2 separate regions of the Mus musculus genome follow, and region 1 is linked to region 2. Evidence: chromatin contacts called from public HiCAR-type data. All regions are on one chromosome and are shown on one strand. Each heading gives the region's core, a stretch centred on a gene start, on an enhancer-like site or on the middle of the called end of the contact. The rest is flanking DNA. Distances are from core to core; before and after follow the strand shown.

Region 1 (5,185 bases), core at 71-2,570, 2.3 Mb before region 2:
TGTGGCTAAGACTTTGTCTCCTCTGAATAGCACTTTTTCACACTGGCACTGAGCAGAGCACAGAAATGTCAGGTAGGGAGCGGGCATGCTCAGGCATCCTTAGATATTCTTACTCAGATTTCAAAGGAGTTCACTGTTCGGACACAGGGCGAGACACCCTTGTCATCCTCTGGTTGCAATTTAGTAATGACGTAGCTCACTAGTCAGAGCCCAGGACTTGTAAGGTTTTGGAGTAATGTAGAGAGATTTTTGATGATCTAAGCTAGAATTGTCCATAGACATGTATAAATTCAGTTTGTGTTGTGAGTTCATGGCATCATTTCTGTCTCATTTTAGAAAATCTTTGAAGGTCAGGTAGGACTTTTGAAAGGACACAGGATAAATAGGTTCGGATGGGGGAAGAAAATGAAGTGGTAAAGCTTCATCATAGGAGTTTAGCAATCTCACAAAGCAAAAAGAAAAATAGTCTACTCATATATCCAGTACAGTGGTTACTTAGACATTGGAAATGGATATTTGACTTTTAACTTTTAATAGTCTTTTTCATTTACAAGGACACCTTGCCCACCACAGAGATAGGTCTCGTGTAGCTCAGGTTGACCTCTACTATGTAGCCAAGTTTGGTGTTGAAATTTTCTGCTTCCCAACTACTTGAATGCTGAGATTGCAGCTCTATGCCACTGTGCCCCATTTATTCCAAATGAATGTCTTCTGACATTTGTTGTGAAGTGGGTGGTTTCCCAAGTTCTGACTGATGCTGTGTTTGATGCCACACGTGGGAATGTATGCTCACCTAAACACATAAAGCAAGGTTTGCACACACACACTGAAGAAATAGGAACTCAGAAACAGGCTCATAGGTTCACAGACACATGTAGACTTTCACAAAGTTAAACCTTAGCAAAATCAAAACCAAAATAAAAAACCCCAGGGAGCTACCAAGAGAAAAAGTCCCAGGATAGGGCAGAGGAACAAATTAGAGTAAAGGAAAACAAAGAAACAAAAAACAGAGAGGGCAAAATTGAGAACAGGAAGGTCAGACTCACAGGGCACTAGAAGTAGCCTCCCCAAAGCCCAACGGGTGAGAGAGCCCCAGGAAGCTGAGCCGGTGAAAGGCATAAACAGGGCTTCATTACTCTCCTTTGTAGTATTCAAGAAATGCTGACGGGCCAGAGGCTGTGCCACTCGGAAACTCACAATGACACGGTCCTGGCGGCGCTGAATCAGCAAAGAAGTGATGGCATTCTCTGCGACGTGACCCTGATCGCCGAGGAACAGAAATTCCACGCTCACAAGGCGGTCCTAGCAGCCTGCAGTGACTACTTCCGGGTAAGTGAAGGTGGATGTGTTTGTCTTAGGATGTCAGTGCACAGAGGACAGCCTGATCTTTCCTAGGCCGTGAGCCAACTACATGGCGGAAGGCAGATTTGTAAGTGTTGAGAACCTGTGTACCTTCCTGGACAGAACTGAGTCCAGGACCCTGGTGGGACATTCACTGGACTGGGCTGGGTGGCTGCAATGAGAAGCAGACCGTTGCATCTGACTAATACATTTAACAAGCACTGAATGGTGTGGCAGTGACATGCATGGCATATGAAGATATGGTTCTTTTTTCCTAGAACTTGAAATTTGATTTCCAGCTGTGAGTGATGTGTGCTGATATAACCAGGGTGGATGAGGTCTTTTATATTTATATTTCATTTAATTATCATGCAAACACCTTGTACAAATGAATGCATGTGCTATTAAAGGCTGCCATTTTTTACATATAAGGAAACAAAATCTTAGAGAGTAAATACTTAGGATTCAGAAAGTAACTAAATAATAAACACAGTTCTTAACTTGCATATCTGGCATTTGACATTTGTTTGTTAATTTTAGAAACTTATTATTTGGGGGCTGAGGAGATGTCCAAGTGGTTAAAGTGCAGCCATACAAGTGTGGGTGGGTACTGGGTGGAGCTCAGATGGAGTAAAGGGAAAGTAAAGTGGAAGAGAAATTGAAGAAGATTCCTGGCCTCAACTTCAGATCCCCATATTATGTGCCCATATTCATGCAGACATAGAAACATACAGCCCACACAGAGGTGGAATAAGAACATTATTATTGTATGTGTGCATGTGTGCATGTGCGTATATATGATGCAGGCATGATGTGTGTGGGTGCACATACCAAGGTATTCATGTGAAAGCCAGAAGACAACTTTGTTGATTCTTTCCTTCCATCTACCTTTACATGGGGTCTGGAGATCAAATCCGGCTGCCAAACTTGTACAGCAAGGTCCTTTACCTGTTGAGCCATTTTGTTGTCTCCTCTGCCCCCGTCCTCCTCCCTCTCCTCGTCCTCTTCCTCCCTTGTTGTCCATGTATTCTAAAGCAAGTTCTTTTAAATGTATCATCTATTTTCACCATCTGTCTCTCCCTCCTGTTATTTCCCCTCAATTCTCATTTACTCCTCCTAATCGCTCCCTTCTCCCCAACCCCCATCTCTTACTGTGTTGTCAACTGGGCAGACTCTGGAATCTCCTGGGAGATAGGTCTTTGGATATGCTGGTGGGGGAAAAAAAAAACTACCTTAATTGGGGCAAGGGCTGCTTCCTAGGTGGGGACCCTGTATTAGATGGAGACAGCAAACCGAGCCCTAGAGTGGAATGCACACCTCTCTCCTTTGGACAGTGGCCAGCTGCCTCCAGTTCCTGCTGCCTTGACCATGGGTACCTTGAACTGTGAGCTAAAATAAACCTCTTTCCCTTCAGTTTCTCTCCTTAGAGTATTTTATCAGAACAATAGGAAAAAAGCTGACTCCTCTGTTCTCGTCCACCGATTTGCAGGTTTGTTTTTGTAGTAGTGCCATAGTATTTTGGCACTGGTTTTTCAGTATAACAATAGTTTTTCAGTATAACTTTAAATCAGGTGTTCTAAGACCTTGCTACTTCTAGTTTCTTTCTTTCTTTGTAATCTGTTTCTGTGAAAAACTCATTGGCATTTTAATGGAAACTGTTGAACCTGTAGATGCCTTTTGATAATATTGTGATATCAAGTCTACTAACCCACTAGCATTGCCATCTTTCCATCTTTGCTTTCTTTCTTAAGTGCTCACATTTTTAACATTGTAGTTTCTCGGTTAGGATTAGTCCTTGGTTATTTATTTATTTATTTATTTATTTATTTATTTATTTATTTATAAAGCACCGTGAGTGGGGTTGCTTTCCTGATTTCTCAGCAGTATGTTGGTTGCTGGCATATATATTAATAATGTAAGTGGATCTGTAATGAACACCAAGATTTCCCTAGTTAGAGTTCTATTGCTCTGATAAACCACTTACCAAAACTAATTTGGGGAATGAAAGAAATTAATTACAAGATATAGACTATCACTGAGGGATGTTGTAGTGGTTTGAAAGAAAATGGCCCCCATAGGCTCATAGGGAAAGGCACTAGGAGTGGCCTTAATGGAGGAAGTATGTCACTGTGGGGGTTAGGTCTTACATGCTTAAGCTACATCTAGTGTGGCATTCACGTGTGCTGTCTTCAGATCAAGATGTATAACTCTCATCTTGGCTTAAATTTGGTAGGCCATATGTGTCTAGAAATTTTCTCATTTCTACATTTTTTTTAGAATTTACAATTTATTAGATTATAATTTTATTCTATATTTTATTAAATTATAACTTTATTTCTGCAATTTTAGATTTTTATAATTTATTAGAATATAACTTTCAAAGTATGCCTTAATAATCTTTTGAATTTTACTAATACCAGGTATGCCTTCTTAGTTGTCTCTAATTTTATTAATTTGGATCTTTTAATTGTGTTAGTTTGGCTAAGGATTTTTCAATTTTTTGTCTTTTCAAAGAATCAGCTGTTTGTTTTGTTGATATTTTAAAGTAAGATTTATTTTTGTTAATGTGTGTGTGTATGTATGTATGTATGTATGTGCCTCTGTGTGGCATGCTTATGTATCTATGGTTACTGACAGAGATAAGAAGCCTGAGTTGCAGGTGGCTGTGAGCTGCCTGATAGCAGTGTTGAAGTCAGAGTTCTCTGCAAGCAGAATACATGCTCCTAACCAATGGCCCAGCTCTTCAGTCCTAGTGTTGGTTTTTTGCATAGTTTTTTATGTCATTAATTTCTGTGTTTATCTTTAATATTTTGTTTGCTTACTGATTTGGGCTTTGGCTTATTCTTACATCCTTATGGTAGGTATATCACTAAGAAATTAACTGATATTTCTCTGCTCTTTTGATGAAACCACTTATAGATATAGACATCCGTCCCCTTTAGAACTGCTTAAATTGTGCCCCACAGGTTCTGGTGTGTTGTATTTTTGCTTTCACTTTATTCTTCTAGAATGGACTCTGGACTCTCTTCTGCTCTGCAGACTTTTCTCTTTTGCTTAGCTGCTGTAGCTAGTGCTTCCCACACTCACCACCCTCTTAGTATGGCTGCATTCTTCCTGTGCCTAGTTTAGCCCCAGAGATTATAACACCCTGTGCATGGGTGTCATTCCATCTTCTGATATCTTCTAATTCTATCCATGTTTGACTCTTGCCCAGTATTCTCTATGCCTTTTTATATGGATACAGAAACAAAACCTGGATAATTGTTAACTGGAAATGAGATTAACTTCTGACTATACATTTTTCAAGTCTACTTTTTAAGGAGGTTTATTTTTAAATATTTATTAGTATTGCCTGCAAAGTTTACTGCATGTGTGCCTGGTACCTATGAAGGCCAGAAGAGGGGCCAGGATCCCCCGGTCCTGGAGTTAAGCTGCCATGTAGCTGCTGGGACCCAAACTTGGTTCTTCTGCAAGAGCAGTGGGACCACTTCTCTATACCTTTTATTTCAGCTTTTCTTAAATTTTTTTAAGTGTTGCTTCAGTTGATTGATGGCTGTCTTAGTCATGGTTCTATTGCTGTGAAGAGACAACATGAGCAAAGTAACTCTTAGAAAAGAAACCATTTAAATGGGGATTTGCTTACAGGTTTGGAAGTTTAGTCTGTTATCATCTTGTCAGAAAGCATGGCAGCAGGCATGGTAGGCACATTGTGCTGAAGCAGTAGCTGAGAGCTGCATCCTAGTGCACAAGCAGAGAGAGAGGGAAAGGGAGGGGGAGGGGGAGGAGGGAGGGGGAGGGAAAGAGACAGGCAGACAGACAGACACAGAGACTGGGCCCAGCATGG
Region 2 (5,925 bases), core at 1,889-4,388:
CTGGGCGCCGTCTGGGACGAATGACAGATCAGCCTGCCAGGGCCCGAGGCTAGGGGTGCTGCTTTGAGTACTGATGTATGGGGGCGTATGGCTGTCGCGGGTGGGCAGGGAAATGCAGGCGTCAGAAAACACAGGCACTCTCCACTGGCAGCTTATGGCAGAGCCAGAGGTGCCTGGGTTACAGAGGTCACTGGACATTTAGAGCGAAAAGTGAATCCCCCAACTCTCTGTCCGCCATCCTTGCGTCTTAGACGCGACAAAATCCCAGGGCATCTGCTCGGGAGAAGCAAATGTGAGAGATGGTGGCCCAGAGTAAAATAAGTTGATCTCAACGTCAGACAACGTGCAGACTGGACAAACGGCTCCCTGGGAAGTCATTTGGCCGATTCCTAGCTTTGTGGGGGTTGTACATTGAAGGGGGAACCACCGAAAGTTGGAAAACAAAGTTCTAAACGTGTGCTGCTCCTCCTCTTACTGAACAAACTTTTGATAGTTTCTGGCCTCAGCGGTCAGCCTCCAGTGGAGAGGAACCTTGTCTTCTAAGCGCTAAAGCAAGGAAGAAAAGGGTTCTCCCAAAACCCGGCACTCACTTGTGAGCCTAAAGTCCGAAGTCAGTTCCTAGGAAACCTGTATGGGGGGCGGGGAGAACCCTGGGTACCCTGTGCGAACGAGTCAGAGGGGAGCCTCCAGCAGCTCTCCAAGACTGGAGGCCTGACTTCAGTCTCCTGAGCCGGCCCATTCACTCTTAGGCTGGGTGGATGCTTCCAATCCATCGCCTTTCCCAACCTCCAGAGAGCCTTTACACGTGAGAAGAAACTCTCAAAAGCCTCACAGAAGGGAGTTGGGGGTTCTTTCACCTCTGGGAGGGGAGGCCGCTTGGGACGCGCGGGCATTGGGGGTGGGTGGGGGCGGGGCGGGCTGGAGTACTAAGGGTACCTAAAGCTGCGGGACTTTAGTGGGGGGGACTGCCTGACTGTAGTGGGAAGGCGACCAACCACACTTGCAGGGACTCCCGCGGAGCGCTGGTCTGTGCCGGAGCAGGGCACGGCTCTGCCCCGAGTTCAGGAGCATCCTGGAGATCCAGCCGTGTCTGCCTGTGGTCACTCCCCAGGCCCTGCGGCTATCCGGGGCAGGGTGGTACACAAACAGGGATGCTTCTATTTACTCGCCTCTGCCTGTGGATTTCTAAGACATTCAGCAGGCACAATCATTAAACTAATTTGTATTTGATTGTTTGGGCGGACGGAGGGTAGTTTTATTGCGCTAAGCATTCAAGCAGGCACGCATCGCTGATTACCAGTATACATTAAATAAAGTTGTTTGTACACATTGTCTTACCACATATAGGCAGAGGCTTATTATTCTAATTACTCTAATTAGTGCATTGAAATGTTTTCTACTTGATTTGAGGAGACAGTGATTACTTCTATTACTTCTTTTAGCTCGTATTTTATGGAAAACTATTGATGCATGCTCAAATTACTTTATTTGCCCCTCGAATATAAGGCTGACCCAAACCCAGTGAACTGCACCGCCCTTATGGGGCCCCAACTTTGATGTGGGCCTCGGCTTGGAAGAGGCAGCTCTCCTATTTGTTGGTTTCCTCCTTCAAGCTCAGTGTTCTCCCAAGGCCAGGCCCAGTCCCCTATCCCAGATGCGCACCCGGGTCTCGGACCCACGGACCGAGTAGGGCATGCGGATCCTAAACCTTCTTGGATGCAGCGACTCTGACCTGCTGGCCTTCCAGTTTCTTAGGCGCGATTTACTTTTAAAAGACTCCCTTAAGCATATTTCCCGTGCATCTACTTCCGAAGCTTTAACGTGACTATTAAATTGATAAGATCAGCTCATCAAACATACTATTTCGATAGGGTGTTGTAATTAAAACCTTAATCCTGTTTGAGACTCTTTTTTTCCCTTTAAATTCCTTTTTCTTAGGGAAGGGGTACAAAGTTCACTATAAAAAAGTATTATAACAGGGAGATTAATTCGTTATCTAAATAACAATCTTTGCTATTGATCCAATGCACTTTTCGCCACCTTTTGTGTTAGTTCCGTAAGCCCTTAAAAAGGAGAATCTGACAAAGCAAAAGATTTGGACCGAACTCGCAAGGCTACGATCTTCTTGGGAGAGCTAGGAGTCTGAGGCTCTCTCCTCTCACCACAGCGGGGGAAGCAGCCCAAGAGTGTCCCTGCTGCCCTGAATGTGCCAATGGGGCAAAGAAGTGCTGATGCCCGCGGCCGGCTCCTCAAAGTCCTCTCCCCTGGCAGAAGGAGGTCTGCTCAGTCTCTGGGTAAATACTCCACTGGTTCTGATTTTACTTTTAATATTTAAACTCGGATTATCGTGTCTCTAAATGCGCGTTCCTAACCTTTGAGGGTGGCTGAGATGTAATAAACACTGGCGGGCAGCAGCTCAGCTTCTGCTGGCCAAGGCTGCCGCCTCCCGCTCCGCCCGCCCTTGGGCCCCAGTCCCCCCACCCCCTACCAGCGGCCCTCCGCCTCCCCCCCCCCCCCCCCTGGCAGCGACGGCCGCGCGGGAACGAAATCAGCGCCTCCCGGCAGCTGACGGCTGAGCATCCAGGGCTCCTGCAGGCGGGGGAGGCCGCCCTTTATCCCAGCTGAAGAGTCCTCGCGGGCTGCAGGAGGAGACGCGCAACCCCGCGGTGGCCCTGAGGAGGAGGAGAGAGCCAGGTTTCCTGGAAGCAGCGACCTCCGGACGTGGGAGAAGGCATCAAGGGGCGCGGGGGACCGCAGAATGAACAAGGTCGCTAGTCTAGGTGGGGGTGGGGTGGGAGTGGGAAGTGAAGACCCTGCCCAAATATAAGCCTCCTTTAAAAGAGGTCAAGGGCCTCTGAGAAACCGGAGACTTTCTAAAGCAAAGAGGCCCGTTTGCTCCCAAGTCAGTTCACAAGAGATTTTCCTCAGTTGTAAGTTTACCTCCCCCCCCACCCCCCAACACCCTCCTTTGGCCTCTCTAACAAAGTCTTCTTCCCCCATGTCCAGACTTGTTATGAAACAAAGTCTCCCAGGATAGTTTAACAGGAGAATAAAGGACACCCTAGACCCCCTCCCCAGTACATCTGCTCTCACCCCAAGATTGCAGCCTTTAGCCGAATGGAACTTTGGCGCCCCAAAGTGGCATCCACTTGCAACTACTCGTGATTTTACAGTCTGATCCGTTCAAAAGTTGAGTTTCAGACTGGAATGTGCTTCTCCCCACTCTCTCTGCATGCTTGGCCTCATTCCTCCTAGAAAAGGTTATGAAGGTGACCCCACGCGCATGACTCATACAAAGGTTTCCAAATGTCCAGTCTGGGCTCCTTAGCAGAGGTTTGAAGTTTCACTGGAGAGGACAGAACATTTTATACTAAAAGTTACCGCAACAAAGATGAGAAGGAAGAGATGTACCCCAATATTTTGCTCCTACAAACTTATCTGTCAAAATCAAGTATTACGTGCATCAGAGAACTCTCAGCTTCTCGTAGGAATCAAAAGCAGAGAATCAAGTTGGAAGCCACGGTTAATGACGAATGTAGCATTTTAACCAAGTCAAAATTTGACCTCGAACATCTTTTTATACAGAAGGCTTGTTCAGTTTCGAGTTTAAAGGTGATTTTATTTAAGGCGTTCGCTTGAACAGAGACACATTTGTGAAAGAACCGTTGAAGTGGGGGAAAACATCCACTTCCCAAATTCCTAAAAGAGCTCTCAGTCTGCTTCCTTCGGAGCCAGTAAGTTAGTCCGTTTCCCACACTGTGTGCCGTTTTCACCACTTACTCTGCCTTTACCCCAGGTCACGTCAGGAGGGGACATGCATACACAGGAACTGCAGGCAGCTCAAACTTGTGGTTACTGGATTGGATAGGCTTGAGCGACAGCACCTCAGCCCTCCTCCACCCCTTCCCCCTCCCCATAGTTATCAGCCAACAAACATCTGAGAAGCCCTGTGGTACTTCCAAATCCATTTCTTCATGTGCAGGCTGTGCATAATAGCGCTTCTTTAAATTTTCCAGTAGCATTTATATAACATACATGGAAGCACAAAATAAAATGGAAGTCTCATATAGAAAGTGGTCATTTCAAACTCTAGTGAGGCCTCTGCTGTGAGGGCCCAGCAAGAAATCCCTTCAACCTAAAAATAAGGCTACACATCTTTGCATCTACTGGCATAGGAGGAGGAAATGTGGAGATAGCCATCTCAATTTTCATATATGGGGACACTCTACTGATTCTGACTACTTAGACCACCATCCACTAGACTTGCTTTTACAATGCCTAAGCTTGAGGTTGTGGTTAACACCATTATTAGAACCACCAGCGCCGGACTCTAGTAACTGTAACAAATGTGGCTACTCTATTATTATTCTAGGGAGAACTAGCTTGCTACTCTGCAAACCATTCCATTTCTTTATGCCAGCCAACTTAACTTTAACTGCACACTTCTCTGGTATCTTTTATTGCAGCCTGAATCAGTTATGAAAAGAACTCTGGGTTTATACACGCAAAACCAACCCAATGCAAGCAGCAGCACTGACCGCAACAACAGCTTAAACACTGTGGACACTGCTGATGGGTCACACTCTGCTCTCTGGGTTTGGATCACACAGGAGCCCTCAGCCTACTGTGTTCTAAACGGGGAGCCTTGGGAGGTACTGTTCTACTCAGGAACCAGGCCCTGCTCCCCAGGGACCCCTGTATGGAGCAAAGGGGAGAAGTCCCTGCTGCCACTGGGAAAGAGAGACGGTGGTCTGAGACAGTTCTTCCCTCCTGGCAGCACAGTCCCAGGAGCCAGAAGGTTTTTGTGCTGGTTGCAAGTGGCTGAGAAAAGTCTTGAGCAAGGCCTTTTGTTGGTCCCTGGAATGGTTGTGGGTGGCCAAGAGGGATCTGCACAAGCTTCTATGCCAGCATTCTAGGGCAAAAGTGAATGAAGGCTTTTCTCCTGTTAGAGGTTTAGCCAGTGGGTCCTGAATCCTCCACATGCTTGTGGTAGGTGTGCTGAGCCAGATAGACTCTTCTCTCCTTATGTGGAAAGCCTAGATCAGGGGACCTGTCCACTCTAACTCCCATCCCCGGGGGGAACAGATGGAACTCCGTGTCAGCATCATCCAGCGCTCTTGGTGATGACCAAACCACTTGGACGAGACCCAGAAGCAGCCCTGGCAGGAAGAGCTCGGTGTCCTATCAGCTCCCAAAACACAAGAACCCCAGCTTGCATCCTAGCCAGTGTTCCTCGGTTCTAGGTCACTAAATAAGGGGTCAGAGGAGAGAAGGGTGGCTGTGACGTCTAAGGCCTCAATAGCAACCCATCTTCAGTGGACGGAGGATGGTAGGCAGGAATCGGGAGTTTTTGAAGTATTTAGAGCCAACATGACCTAAAGCCTGCTCACTAGACATAGGTTGAATTTGTAGGGGAAAGATCAGATCATCAGTCCTAAGGAGAGCAGGACATACCTGCAATTGTGTTAGAGCCTCTTAACTAACAAGAGTGCTCCATCAAGGCATGGGTGATGTAGGCACACACCCCATCATGCATGACCTAAAGGACAGTTTGGGACTCTTAGTTGAAATAATCAAAGACAGAAGGGGGGGGTGACTCTAAGCATGGTTTACACAAGGAAACAAATGAAACAGGATAAGGACCACACTTTATAGGTGTGGCTAGGATAGGAGGCAGCCGGCCCACTGTGAGGCAGGAAAGCGGAAGGAGAGAGTGAGTACGGTTCTCACAAACCAGGAATTGCACTTTAAGGCTGCTGGGGAGAGTGCCTAGAGTCAACTGCTAGAGGGCTTAAGGAAGTTTTAATTAGATTTAAAAGGCAATTAGGAGTCATAGCAGAGGGAAGATTCAATGAAAATAACACTTTGGGGGAAAAAAAGAGCTGGCATAGTGTACAGGGTGGTGGTTATGAGTTGTAAGTGTGA

What was found. HiCAR-type assays count read pairs that join an accessible place to other places.
Region 1: a contact with region 2 is called in a HiCAR-type map of astrocytes, with 8 times the contacts expected there. The contact joins two enhancer-like sites. A contact is called at or near these places in 3 of 39 promoter capture datasets (embryonic stem cells, frontonasal cranial neural crest and hippocampal neurons) and 2 of 115 datasets of contacts at active chromatin or transcription factors (astrocytes and embryonic forebrain).

What each region holds. Positions count from the first base shown.
Region 1 is chr4:24,788,761-24,793,945 of GRCm38.p6, reverse strand. Klhl32 (kelch-like 32) reads left to right here. Exons shown (of 11, transcript NM_001163020.2): 3 at 1,149-1,329. Among named protein-coding and RNA genes, the nearest start is that of Gm31379, 60 kb to the left of the region's middle. Within about 2 kb of position 1,320, at least 23 of the 459 cell types and tissues checked have an H3K27ac peak or open chromatin away from gene starts, as enhancers often do. A contact at or near this core is called in astrocytes, where this site is marked.
Region 2 is chr4:22,474,359-22,480,283 of GRCm38.p6, reverse strand. No RefSeq gene overlaps it. Among named protein-coding and RNA genes, the nearest start is that of Pou3f2, 11 kb to the left of the region's middle. Within about 2 kb of position 3,138, at least 46 of the 459 cell types and tissues checked have an H3K27ac peak or open chromatin away from gene starts, as enhancers often do. A contact at or near this core is called in astrocytes, where this site is marked.